3 separate regions of the Drosophila melanogaster genome follow, and regions 1 and 2 are each linked to region 3. Evidence: chromatin contacts called from public Hi-C data. All regions are on one chromosome and are shown on one strand. The core of a region is the stretch at or near the end of the contact, and the rest is flanking DNA. Distances in the headings are between cores, read along the strand shown. Region 1 holds the start of lncRNA:CR43620 (long non-coding RNA:CR43620). Region 2 holds the start of CG10651. Region 3 holds the start of lncRNA:CR44187 (long non-coding RNA:CR44187).

Region 1 (4,237 bases), core at 924-3,423, 730 kb before region 3:
TTGTCATTGGGTATATTTAATTTAAGATTTATTGTTATACGCGCAGTGTTTAGACAATGATTGTTAGTTGTTTGTTAGGTTAATCATTAAGGGATATTCAATTTGTAAGTTCGAAATGCACTTTGGGGAAGTATCTTCTTAATTGAAATCTTACTACCTTCTAAACCTTTAGCCGCACCGGTAAACTAATTGAAAAAAATCCATTTAACAATCCAAATTTCAGCAGAAAACGGGACTTCGTGAGTGCACTTTTCCTATTTATTGCTGTGTTATTTGCGCTTACTTTCCACCGATTGTTTTGGAGCCTTTTGTGCCAAACAATGGCCTCCAGATCCCCACATGCAGGCACGTAGATACATTTATCTGCAGCGCGGTCTGGGCTGGGCAAGTTGGCTTAAAGCTGTAAAGTTGCAACCATTTTCTGGGTGGGCGTGGCCAGGTGATGCTAAGGCATCCAACTGGGCGGCGAGTGTAATATATTCCTGTCAAGCTGTGCACCACCACCACCGCCCTGGGACCTCTCCCATTCCCATGCCCATTTCCCAGTCCTCCGGATCGGGTCGGGTCCTTTCACGCCCCCTCCTTTGGTTTATATATGCGACTCCAAGCTGGGCAGATAGCCACGTAGCTTTGACATTACATTGATTGACTTTTGATGTCTGCGTACTATGTGGGTCTAGGCCATCACTCTCTCTCTCTGTTTCTCCGATCTGGAGGGGTTTCACATAGCCATTGCGATTGCCAGCAAATTCATACTTTTTTTACCGATTGGGAGTTAGCTCACGTAAATATGTATTCCTTTCGCATCTCTAGTGTAGCTGTATTGTTATGGTTCCCCAATAAAATATTTATTCCCAATTAGGCGCAGGCCTTTGAGACACTACACTAAGCTACAAGAAGTGAATTTCGTGAAGAAAGAGTTTACAAGAACACTGCAAAATAGAAATTCCAAACATAAAAGGAGCTTAGTTCCAAAAGAATGCACTATATCTATAAGTGCACATACTTATTGAGCTTATCCATACTCGTATTTGGGTTATCCATTTGCTTGTTAAAAAGTGTATTGATTGTTCTTTCTCCTACTGCATACACATTACAGTTCAGACCTGCCTGGCCCTCGTGTATCAATCTCATTGTCTATGCCTATTAGACCCCTTGGCAGTTCATCGGACATATACATTATGCAGGATACTCAAGGCTAATTGCCAGGAACGAATATCCATTTAGCTCTCTCTTTCTGTTTTTTCTGGTTGGTCGTCAGCAAAAGGTTGATTTTATTAACCAGGCTTAATTGCTCCATAAAAGCTTAGTGCTTTAAATTTGTCAACCGCCTACTGGGACATTCTAATGGAAGGGAAAAACGCTCGGTTGACCTAGTTTTTGTCTCCTTCTACCTTTCCTTTACCTTCATCAGCTCCTTGGGCCGTTTTCCTGGCCACAAACGAAAGAGATGTTCACGGCAAGTGATACTTAAGCACTGGGCATTGCTTAATTTACGTAGTCTACTTTGGGGCGCGAAAGGATTATGGGCGTGGCAAGGAGCGCAATTGAGACGGTCCGGCACGTAACGCCGCATCCTGGGAATCAGGTGGACAACAGAGTGAAATGGCATTCGAGTGGAATGCCACGCACGTATCCTGCGATGTGGCAGGGAACGGGTTTTTGTTCGTCCTCTTATTGTTATCCCAGCCGAATGTGGCTCAACAATCTGCTCCTTATGGTGCAAGGATATCAGCGGTGGCTTGATTATGCGTCCGGCATTTTAAGCAATTGAAGCCAATGTGCGGCGATGAAATTGATAGACAATTCATTTGTAATCAGTATTACAAGCTAGATGCTTTGCATAATAGAGAGATGATACTGATGCTACATTTTATGAAAATACAATATATATGAATCCCTTTTTAAAAATTAAAATGTGTAGAATCTACAAGGATAATGATTTAGTCACTTCCCGGGGGGCACCTAATTCAGGTGACTAAACACTTTTCGCATTCCACTTCTTTCAATGAAACCCTTTTATGCGTTCGCCTCCGAAAAAAGTCTTAAAATATTCTGCCTCGAAGGTGGCTGTGAACTCAATTGTAGCTCTCAAATAAACCGCTCGTCATGGGGCGGGCAAAGTTGGCTACGCTTTCAGCTGATTAAGAACAAATTTGATATAAATAAGTGGTGAAAACAACTCGGCACAATTTAACGCTTTGTTGCGGTCAAGTAACTTTAGAATTCCAGTGAGTGAACAGAGCCAGCTATTCGGACAAAAAATAACACAAAAAAAAAAACACTCATAAATGAAAACAAGTGCAGAGTAATGAAAGAAAAAGCATGAAGACGCGTCGAGATGAAAGGGAATTCTTCAGCGTGTTTTTAAGCCGATTTGATTCTGCGGTGAGAGGAACCACAAAATGCTATAACAATTTTCAAGCTAATTTTTTCTCTACGGCGCACAGTTTTGGCCAAGCCATGCCAATGGCCAATGTCCAATGGCATTTTGATTAACTTGATGATGATGAGGCAGTCGGCGAGGAGGATAATGACCTTGGATGCCTTCCGCTGTCAACGTGGGCAGTTGGCTCATCCTCGTTTCCTCCGAAGTGGCATTTCCTTCGATCTCCTGATTGCGGTTAGATGGCCAACTTAATAAGCCAGATCCCCTCGAACTAAACGTGGCCGAGAAAGCAAATTCCGGCTCACTGCGCTTTTGGCGAGGCCATGAGCCTCTCAGCCAAGCCAACTTAATGCCAATATTTTACTCAACTGGGGATTAGTTTTACTTTACTTTTCAGCTGATTTCTATATTGAGTGACTTAAAATCCTGAGAGGCAAACGGAAGCTGGGATAAGAGGACTTCAAATTACCTTCTTGCTTGATTGCTCAAGTGTGGGTTTTCAAATATTTTGAAAACAAAATCCTATGAATAGTGGTAATGCATTTTCCTAATATCTAAGAAAACCAGCATTGAACTTCATATACATAAATGCCGGGTATTTTCTCCAAATATCTTAAAAGTTCATTTTTGATCCAAATTCCATTGCCGATAAATACACTAAATTTTCCATTCGAATCGCAACTCACCAAAGTCTAATTCAGATTTCGTAACCGCCGTCATATTTGACAGCTCATTAAAGCCAACTGCTATTAGTTTGGACCTCTTACAGTTCGACTCACACAGGCTGGTAACTTTCACAACGCACTCCGGGTGGCAAGTGAATCAGTCAAAATCGATCGTGCCACCAAAAACTGACCGATGCCTTGATTGATTGATTGATTGATTGAAGGCACGCGCTGTAATTGGCGACGTGTTTGCCCCGCTGAGACTTACACGTTTTTCGCATGTTTATATCTACTCTAATTTTATTAGCTTGTTGGCCACATAAACTTCCGCTGTTAGTTGGACGAACGTGGCTTTTAATGAGCTGGCATTTGAATTTAAGTTTCGGGATGTATCGCTGATTTATACAACCAACCCGCATTGAAATGGAAATAAAAGCTGTGCGACTCTATTTGGATGCAATTGCTTTTGAGCAAACCTTGAGAAGTCCAGCGATCGCAACTTAAATTGGTGAGATGTCAGCTAATCTCATTTATTCTGTGTGTCAGTTAAATAAATTCTCATTAACTGCCGCGTTGAGAGTTGACTAAGCTTGGGAACTTGGCCAAAATGGCAACGTATGTTTTTTCGTTCACCTTGGCGAGCCATTTACTCTGCTTCCGCGAGCTTTGTCTAAATATCAATTTTAATTTTTCCAAAGGATACGAGAGTTGTCATGACAGTATAGTCAGTCCTTCATATGCATATTCAAAATGTCATCGGTGAGTTGCAGACGAAAATAAGTTCTTCTTGGAAGGAAAGGGAAATTATGTCATCTACCTGGGGATTCGCCTTCAAGGACACGTGCAAGGTCAGCGGAAGGAGGTGGTGATGGGCCACACTGCAGCATGCAAAATCGTTAGGCAGATAAAGAGCCATGAAAAATAGTCGAGCACGGGCCAACACGGAAACAAATAAAAATCAACAGGATTAAATATGCAGCTCTACGTGGCTCCCAACATTTTCTATGGTTCTTTGGTCTTCGGCCAGGTTTTTAGCCTTGTGCCCCGCCTTGAATGTGGGCAGTGCGGCCAATCTGTTACATTTTGTCAGGGCTTCCATGCAGCTTCTATTCAGACCCCTGGCCCTCGTCCTCTACTCCTGGCCAGGAGATGCCTCCTCATCTCGAGTGTCCTTCGCACGTTT
Region 2 (4,374 bases), core at 941-3,440, 580 kb before region 3:
GGTTAGTGCTAGTCAGCCCACAGCCCATCCACCCCCCTCGAAAGCCACGTTGGCCATTTAATACATTGCGACAGCCATTCAGGCAGGGTTCTTCCGTCTCAGAGGGAAGATACCACCCACTACCACCCACTACCTAGCCACCTGGTGGGGGTGGTGGAAAACTCCTGGGCAGAAGCTGGTATTAAAATTCAGATTGGTTGCGTCACAGTTTTGACGGTTTAGCCGGACGGGTTAACCCGGCATTAGTATGCGAGCGAATATTAAAACCCAACTTGAAGATTACCATATTTTATGCTGATGCATACATATATACCAGCCAGCACTAGTGGCTAGTCTTATTTTAGTAACCACTAGCCGAGCATCAAATAAGGATTATTGCCTTTCGGAATTCGTAAAAGTAAAGCGGATTGAAAACTGAAATCATTGCTGTGGAAATGTGCATCGGGGTAGGACTTTTATTTCGTGAAATTGATTGAATTTCGTTTTCACTTTGCACCCAATCCGAACTGCAAAATGGCAGGCTGAAATTGCAATGAACTAAGGAAATTTCAGGCTTTTCAGACTTTTCTCTCTCTCTTGATAAGTTTCAGTCTTCTGGTAGAAATTCCACTCCTTTCATGCGAAACACGCCTAAGCTCCTGAAAAGGGGAGGGGGAAACGTACTTGTTGTCCTGTTTTGTTACTTCTGTGCGGTTGTTTTCATTTCATTTACAGTTGCACTTGAAGTGGCTGAATGGGGCATGCATGATAGTCCTGGTTCCTTGATTTCCCCCGGTGCCAAAGAAACCCACTTTCCAGAAACCTCAACCGTACGAGAGCTTGCATTTCATACACTTTTACTGACCACTTGCCACCACGAAAGCCACACATCCCAAAGATGTCACACATCAAAACCAGAGAAGCAGAAAATGTATATTAGTGTTGCGCATATGAATCGCACTGTTCCACTTACAGAGCAATCAAAATCGCGGATACTAAGGACATATTTAATATATTACAGTCAGATATGCATTTCACCCTTTACTCACTGTTGTGCATCTCATTTGGATCGGAATGAATTGAAATTTTATTTAGGGTCAAAACTTTTCAATAACTTGTTTATTCCCGATCCTAGTCCTTAACTATTGTATTGAAATTTAAATCTGGGTTGTCTGGTAGCGTTGGCAACACATCGTTTGGATCGTACGTTGGAAGTGTGAACACGGTGGTCTCGAATTCATAATCGTTTTCCATATTCTCTTCTTGACCATCGTTATAATCATTTTCAGGTTCGACGAAAAGTGAGCCACCATTGCAGGTCTTCACGAGCTCATCTTTGTGGCAAAGATTCTTGTATTGCTTATTGCTTCCCTTCATGCACTCTGAAGCGGCTTCTTCGTCGGTGTCCTCGTAGACGGGATTATCCTCCTCCTCACAGAGACTCACTCCGCAGTTGTAGACGCACTTTAGCAACTGGTGGACCAGTGCTGGCCGAACATACTCAACTATGGCGCAGCCCACGCGATTAGCTCGATCCCTCAATACCTGAAAGTAGTTTTTGGACAGTTCCCTGGAAACGGTCTTCAATAATATTTTGGACTTCCTGGTACATGGACTTACTGCTGATTTTTAGTCCATGAGAAGAACAGCTTCTGCACTTCATCTTTACTATTGGGGTCAAACCAGTGATCGAGTTGCTTCCTCAGGGCCTCCTTTTTCGTGGTCATGCAGAAGTACTTTTCCAGCGAATAGCTGACTTCCGCATGACCGTAATTTGGGGTTATGGCGCACTGATCTCGGATTGGCTCACAACGACGTACCAGACCGTCGGCCACTTTGGCCAGTTCCGGATCCCATTCGATCGTGGTCATCCTTGCCGCCTTCGGATTCTGATCCATTCCGCCGGCGAACTTGTTGCGATATTCATTGTGCTTGTCCACGATGAGGGCTATCATATCCCAGCTCATTTTCACCATGGCTGCGGCTTGTTTGGGACAAGTGGATTCAAAATTCTGTAAGAATATGTAAAGCGATCCGAATGATTTGGTCTCCCGTTTACTACCCACTCACTCCATTGTCATCGCAGAGCACGTGTTGTCCTCGGCACAGGTCAGCTTTGCACCATTTATCTGAAGCGCCTGTATCTTGAATATATAATGTGGAGAACAGCAGCCAGATGCACTTTATCATGGCATAAATAACCAGAGTTGTGTATGCTCTGACAGAGGTTTTGAAATAAATAAATCGAAGCCTTGACGAGCATATAATGAATCGTTAATTCTACGCTTGATCCGCGACTAATTGGGTTGCTAACATCACTTATTGAAAGGCGTTCCTTCATTTATTGTATTCCAAGTGTCTTTAGGGCATGGTACGTATCACTGAGACAGCATTGGCCATTCAGTTCTTAAGATTTAAAGATCTTTCACTCTCCAGAAGTCCCTTCTATCAATTATATGGGTTTTTGCATTGAAATGCAAGGCACTTTGCATTGCTCATAAAGAAATGGCATAGGCAATTGATTCAGGAAGCGACTTAAGCTTAAGTGGCTGTCTGATTGCAGCATTTAGTCGCTGAATGAGGAAATTAACGGGGGAAAACTCGTTTCCGTACTTCTGCTTTTGTACTCCACTTAATTGTCTCGTGAACTTTTGCAGCCCAACGTTCTTCGTTCAACCGATGGGCAGTAAAATCCCCTGTTTAGTTGCCGTGAAATAATAAATCCAATAATACACACATTAGCTGCACCACATTTGCCGCTTAACAGGGGTTAAGCTAAAAAAAAAAAAGGAAGTCAGGTTCCCCAGTTTTTTTCCCCCTGCTTTGTCTATCTGGCTGCAACTCGTTAAGCCACTCAACTAAAAGACTAATCCACTTATTGGCGGTTTGGACCGAAGTAAGTACAAAATACACAGCACTAGAGTTGTAGAAGTTCGATTTTAAGACTCGCCTAAGAAGTTGCTGGAAAAATTCAGACGTTGTTTTAAGGTCTTCGAAAGGACGAGTGCATTCGCAAGGCTTAAAAAAGTGAGTTGAAAATTCACAGCGAGAGACCCACAGCTACTTTTTCATACCTGGTGCAGATTCTCTGTACTTCTTTGGACGTGTTGATGTTATTGGCAACAAAGAGATGGCACCGTTACGTCAAATTAATTAAACTAATTGAGTTTGAAAGGTAACGAACCGAGTAAGCGATGTGACACAGAGCAGAGGGGCAAAAATAAAAGTTAAAAAATGTGCCGAAGTCGTTACATACGTTTTTCACGCCATGTTCGTTTTCAAAGTGAAAAAACGCGATTACAGTTTGCATCCAAATGAAATAGGTTATCAGAGGTGGAAATTCTTGACGTGTTAAAAAAAGAAAAGCGACGCGGTTTTCATAGAAATGTAGCTACGTTTCAGAGTAATTAAATAAAAATGCTCCGGGTGTAAAAAATCTAATGCAGTATGTTAATACATTAGATCTGAATGTATATTAAATCAGCGATAGCACATGTTACATTTATCTACATCTTTTTTTCAGCCTGCATGAATATTCTTAATGTTTAATGTTTGCATATCTACTACCAGCTAACTTAATAATCAATATAAATCAATTTAGTAAAATGAATATACATTTTTTTCTGTAATCATGCCAGTTACTCGTAGAGCAACACGGTTAACTAGATTCGTTGAAAAAACACTCACGCCCTACATTTATCAATAAAGATTTCATTTTTAATTGGAATACATTCATTTGGCCACTATCTACGACCACGCCCACTCTACCGCCCATGAAGATGGTAGTGAGCAAGTTTGTTAGCAATCGTCATGGTGCTACTACAATATATATCTACGTTCCAGGGTATGTGATAGTTGTCCGGTGTTTTTAGTTTCACATTTATGCATATTAAATGCCAATTTTCAATGGCAACAATCAAATCATATACTAATATTTACTAAACAAATACGCAGCAACATATTTGCACCTCTCCAGAGATTTTACCTTCCAATTAGTTGCTGAAAATGGATGCACCAAATTGTCATATCGATTGCCATATGTGAGTATTTGATGGCTGATGACTCCACACACAGCCCCGAGGAACACCACCATCAGTCGCATTAATTACGATCCCCCCAATTGCCTGTGGGGAAATCAGCTGCGCATATTGTCGTTGGCAAAAAGTAAAATGAAAGCCACGGAAGAAAGGAAACCGAAATTGAATTTCGGGAGCAGTTGTCGCAAAAATGCTTTTAACGCGAGCCAAATGCATGAAGTATACGATATGAGTGGCCAAAGGGAAATGGGTTCTCGAGCGTGTATCATAATTAATGTTAATTGCCTGATTGAATGGGAGATGGCAGGCCCACGAATCCACATATTCGCACATATATATATGACAATCCCAATTTCCA
Region 3 (3,861 bases), core at 1,175-3,674:
ACGCACTAATGCTTGATGTTTGGTTTTTGTGTTGTTGTTTTTGTGATTTTTCTTTCGGTTTTAATTCTCAACGTGTTTTTCGGAATTTTCTTGATTTGATTGCAATTTATGGCTGGGCCTGTTCTCGCTAAAATTTGTTAAACGTTGTGCAAAGCGTTTTGCTGAATTTAATTACATCTTAGGTCATTTGAATGGGAATAAAATGAAGATACGTAGGTGTCAGGTGTCCAAAAGTACGTTGAATGTAAAACTATGTGCAAACTTGCGGCAATAAAACAAAGCATCTGCTCAAATATATTGCAACTTTGCAAATATGTGCTGGTGGTGTAAATGAAAAAATATTTTGAAAACTATGTATCTTCCATACAACTATTTTGTTCGTACATATCCAAATTTAAATAGTTAATTTGTCTTGTAAAGTATGACAGATTCAAGGCAATCGAACTGCCAAAAACCTCAAAATTCACATCGAGCTCATCAAGTGCATGGCAAAATTAAGAAATAACCAAAAAATGCACGAAGAAAAAATAGAAAAACGCCACAACAAGAGGCCAACGGCCAGGCAATCCAATCAGTTTCAAATTAAGGTTTACATGTGCGAGAGCCGCCAGCAGCCCGCCAGTCGAAATTGACCAACAACCAACAACCAACAACCAACAACCGGCAACAAAGTGGCCAAAATAAAAGAAAGACCCGCCGAGGGGAAACCGTCCGAAAGGAAAACCTGTCCGCTGTCCAATACTTGATGTCGGATGAACTCTGGCGACGCCTCACCGAAGTATTGCATTCCCAGGCCGCCGATCACCAGATGATAATGAGGATGCTGCTGACTTGGCTGGTGGTGCTAGTGGTGCTACTGACTGCTGGTGGTGATGGTGGTGGTGGTGGTGGTGGTGGTGCTCTGATGACATCGTCTTGGCAGTGGCTTCATCCGCCGACTGACAGCACGTTCTTCTGGCATGCCACCGATGGGACATCCACCACGCCTCGTGATCTGTGGACATTGCACTCGATGGGAAGGGAATGGAAGTGGCATAGAAATCGAAACCAAAACAAACCCAGCCGCAGAATGTTGGCTGAAATGCAGAAACACGACCGCTGAGTACTGATTGATTGCTGAAAATCACTTCAGCATCCCCAAATCATCTCAAAGTTAATAGAGCCTTTTGATTAAATTTAAATTTTAATGAAAATGAAGCTGAAGAAAGTTTGATTCAATTAAGCTCAAGTTCATTTTAAGTAATGAACCAGTAAGAAAATATCTTTCATCTTTTCGTTTACTAAAAAGAATTATGCTATAGAATATGCCAAATAAATATGATATCATTGAAAATCAAACAAACGAATTAAGGAGAGTTTGGGCTAGACTGGAATGACTTCCGCCCTGGCTATATATTACATCGAATGCCCCGACTGAGGACAACTATGCGGAATTGAAAGGCACTTGGAATAGTTTCATCGACCCGGGACGCGTTCTATTCCCGATCAGCCAAAAATACCTCCAATTTGGACATCAAACTGGGAGGATAGAGCGATGCTGTGGCTAGTTGGGCATATTGGTGCTGGCTAATGGCTAATTACGCGGCGATTGTTTAAATTTAAAACAAGGCAGACGCATTTAGAAATTATTTTAACAATGCACAAGCAGAAGAATTCGCGCTTTCCGCATTTATTTTCGTTTTCGAATCGCCGCCATCGTGTGAACCATCGAACGAATCGAATCGATCGGCAATTAATAACGAAACGCGCTCACAATCAATATAATAAACACAATTAAACCGGGCGCACCATAATTATTACGTAATTGAGGTGGGTTGTCCATTATGCATCTGATTTGAGTTCCCCGATAATCCGACGAGGGGAACTGGAACTAATGCTGGTCTATGGTCTGTGGTCTCTGGTCTCTGGTCCATCAATGCTTTCTGGCCATTTGGCTTGTTGCTTTGTGGCTTTGTGGATGTCTCGGCCATCGATCAGCGATGAAGACCATAATGGCACCTCCCCTCCCCCGACGCGTTTCGTTATAAAATTCGCATAAATCAACGCAAATAATTAAGCAGTCGCCCGAGTTGCTAATATCGAGAGTTTCCTATCCATCTGCCCAGACGCGGGTCACCCGTCCCATCGCAACAGAAATATCAGAAGTAACAAAAATCCCAAGTCCCAGAGCAAAACAAAACAAGACAAAGCAAAAATCACCTCAAAAACACAAATTAACAAATTCACTTTTGTGGTTTTTACTCATTCGCACAGTGCGAAAATGAATAGCAAAAGTGCGAGACGAGCTGATTCAGAGATAGTTGAGATACATAGGTTGCAGATGGATTTACATTTTAAGATTGCGATTATGACAGGCAGAAGTATTTCAAGCCGAATTGATGACTGTTTAATGGAGTTGGACAGGTGATTTCGATTTGTTAAGCGGGCTTTGGGTTAAGTATCTAATGGATATCACATCATTTTACTATTTGGTATTGCTTTTGTAAACTACTTTTATTTTCTTGTTCTAAGTCCACTATTAGCGGAACTAAATGCCCATCGAATCGGGCATTAGCTCAGCCCAACCGAAGAACAAAGAGCTCGTGGACATGGAAAAATGTTCAGATCCTAACCATGTTAGTGGGCTATCCGACTAACGCCTTTCGATCCACCTGTGCCACCGTCTGTGTATGTTTGCTCATGTGTTTGGCCAAAGAAAACGAAACTTGGAAGGTGACTACTGGTCTTGGCAGATGAAGCTGCTCCGGGGAAACCGGTGTGCAGGGTGGTGTGAGCGGGGATGGTTTACATTTTCGCAGCGGTGTGGAGTGTCTCTACGAGTATGAGGAATGGCCAAAAGAGGCAACAATCAACAATGGCCATCCCGACAGCTGCCGCGGAGATAACTCACAACGCACGACGGATCGTGAATAACTACACAATGAAGGGGCTACGATATATTTTGTATCTAAATTTTTTCGGGTGTCATAGATATGTGAGTAGTTAGGTATTTTGTGTTTTGCATCATTTATCAAGCTCGTTTCGCTGGGGTTAATCAGTAAGGGAAGCCGCGATCATCTCGATCCCTGGCCAAGTGCATCGAACGTCTATATATGTGCGGCTCGGGCGGACCTTTTGCCGGGTCGCTTTGGGCCATGTTGAAATGCAATTGGCTACGCCCAAGAGATGTTGCCATGTTGAACGGGGCGTATGAGCAATCAAGGCAAATCGGAAAGAAAAGAGTAAAAGCAACAGTGTTTTCACACGCCCCGCCGTGAGCATCGAACAAAAACACAACTAAAAACAAAATCGAAATGTGACTAGTCGTAGGAATAAGAAATACGCTGACTTGTGATAATACTGCAGGCATACAGCCAACTCATCCCCGAAATAAGACGTCATCAGCACGTGGCCAGCCATAAATATAATGAAAATAAAATCGAACCAATTATGAGATATATATATATATATATAAATAGATACACATTTAGGGATGCAGCTGACGCAAAGAGAGTGCAATCTTTTCACGGTTTCGTCATATATTTTCGTTTTCGGCGCGACGATGACGTTTTCAGCACTCGTGCCTCGGGAAAACACCCGTAATGTGAAAACTGTGTGCCGCCTAATCCGTTAAACTGGCCGATTTCATGGCCCCGCTGGCGTCATGGCTTAAATACTATATACCACAACTAGTGGATGCACCTCACCTGGTCATATGTTCTTCGGCGATTTGTTTTGCTCTGGTTTGTCATCCGATGTCGGGCACTTTTGGCGCCCATCGCCATTATGGTACTATATAGCCAACTTATAAATATAGATGTTTGTTTTGCCACGTCTAATAGTCAACTGAGTCTAGTGCATTTCGCCCTGCATTTTCACTTC

Evidence for each region. Hi-C and Micro-C count contacts between places; a contact is called where the count stands out from the background.
Region 1: a Hi-C map of the Kc167 cell line shows a contact between it and region 3, with 1.5 times the contacts expected there. A contact is called at or near these places in 6 of 107 Hi-C or Micro-C datasets (the Kc167 cell line, the ML-DmBG3-c2 cell line, embryo and 1 more).
Region 2: a contact with region 3 is called in a Hi-C map of the Kc167 cell line, with 1.7 times the contacts expected there. A contact is called at or near these places in 8 of 107 Hi-C or Micro-C datasets (the D17-c3 cell line, the Kc167 cell line, the ML-DmBG3-c2 cell line and 2 more).

The regions. Positions count from the first base shown.
Region 1 is chr2L:19,976,656-19,980,892 of dm6, forward strand. lncRNA:CR43620 (long non-coding RNA:CR43620) reads left to right here and starts at 2,174. Exons shown (of 2, transcript NR_048015.1): 1 at 2,174-2,388; 2 at 2,451-3,068. The region is part of intron 3 of CG43861; the gene reads right to left.
Region 2 is chr2L:20,132,733-20,137,106 of dm6, forward strand. It overlaps CG10651, which reads right to left and starts at 2,191. Exons shown (of 3, transcript NM_001299166.1): 1 at 2,050-2,191; 2 at 1,600-1,991; 3 at 1,023-1,549. The coding sequence starts at 2,169. The coding sequence ends at 1,111.
Region 3 is chr2L:20,707,672-20,711,532 of dm6, forward strand. It overlaps lncRNA:CR44187 (long non-coding RNA:CR44187), which reads left to right and starts at 2,425. Exons shown (of 1, transcript NR_073813.1): 1 at 2,425-3,335. The region is part of intron 1 of Hr38 (Hormone receptor-like in 38); the gene reads right to left. lncRNA:CR44188 (long non-coding RNA:CR44188) reads left to right here and starts at 3,531. Exons shown (of 1, transcript NR_073814.1): 1 at 3,531-3,861.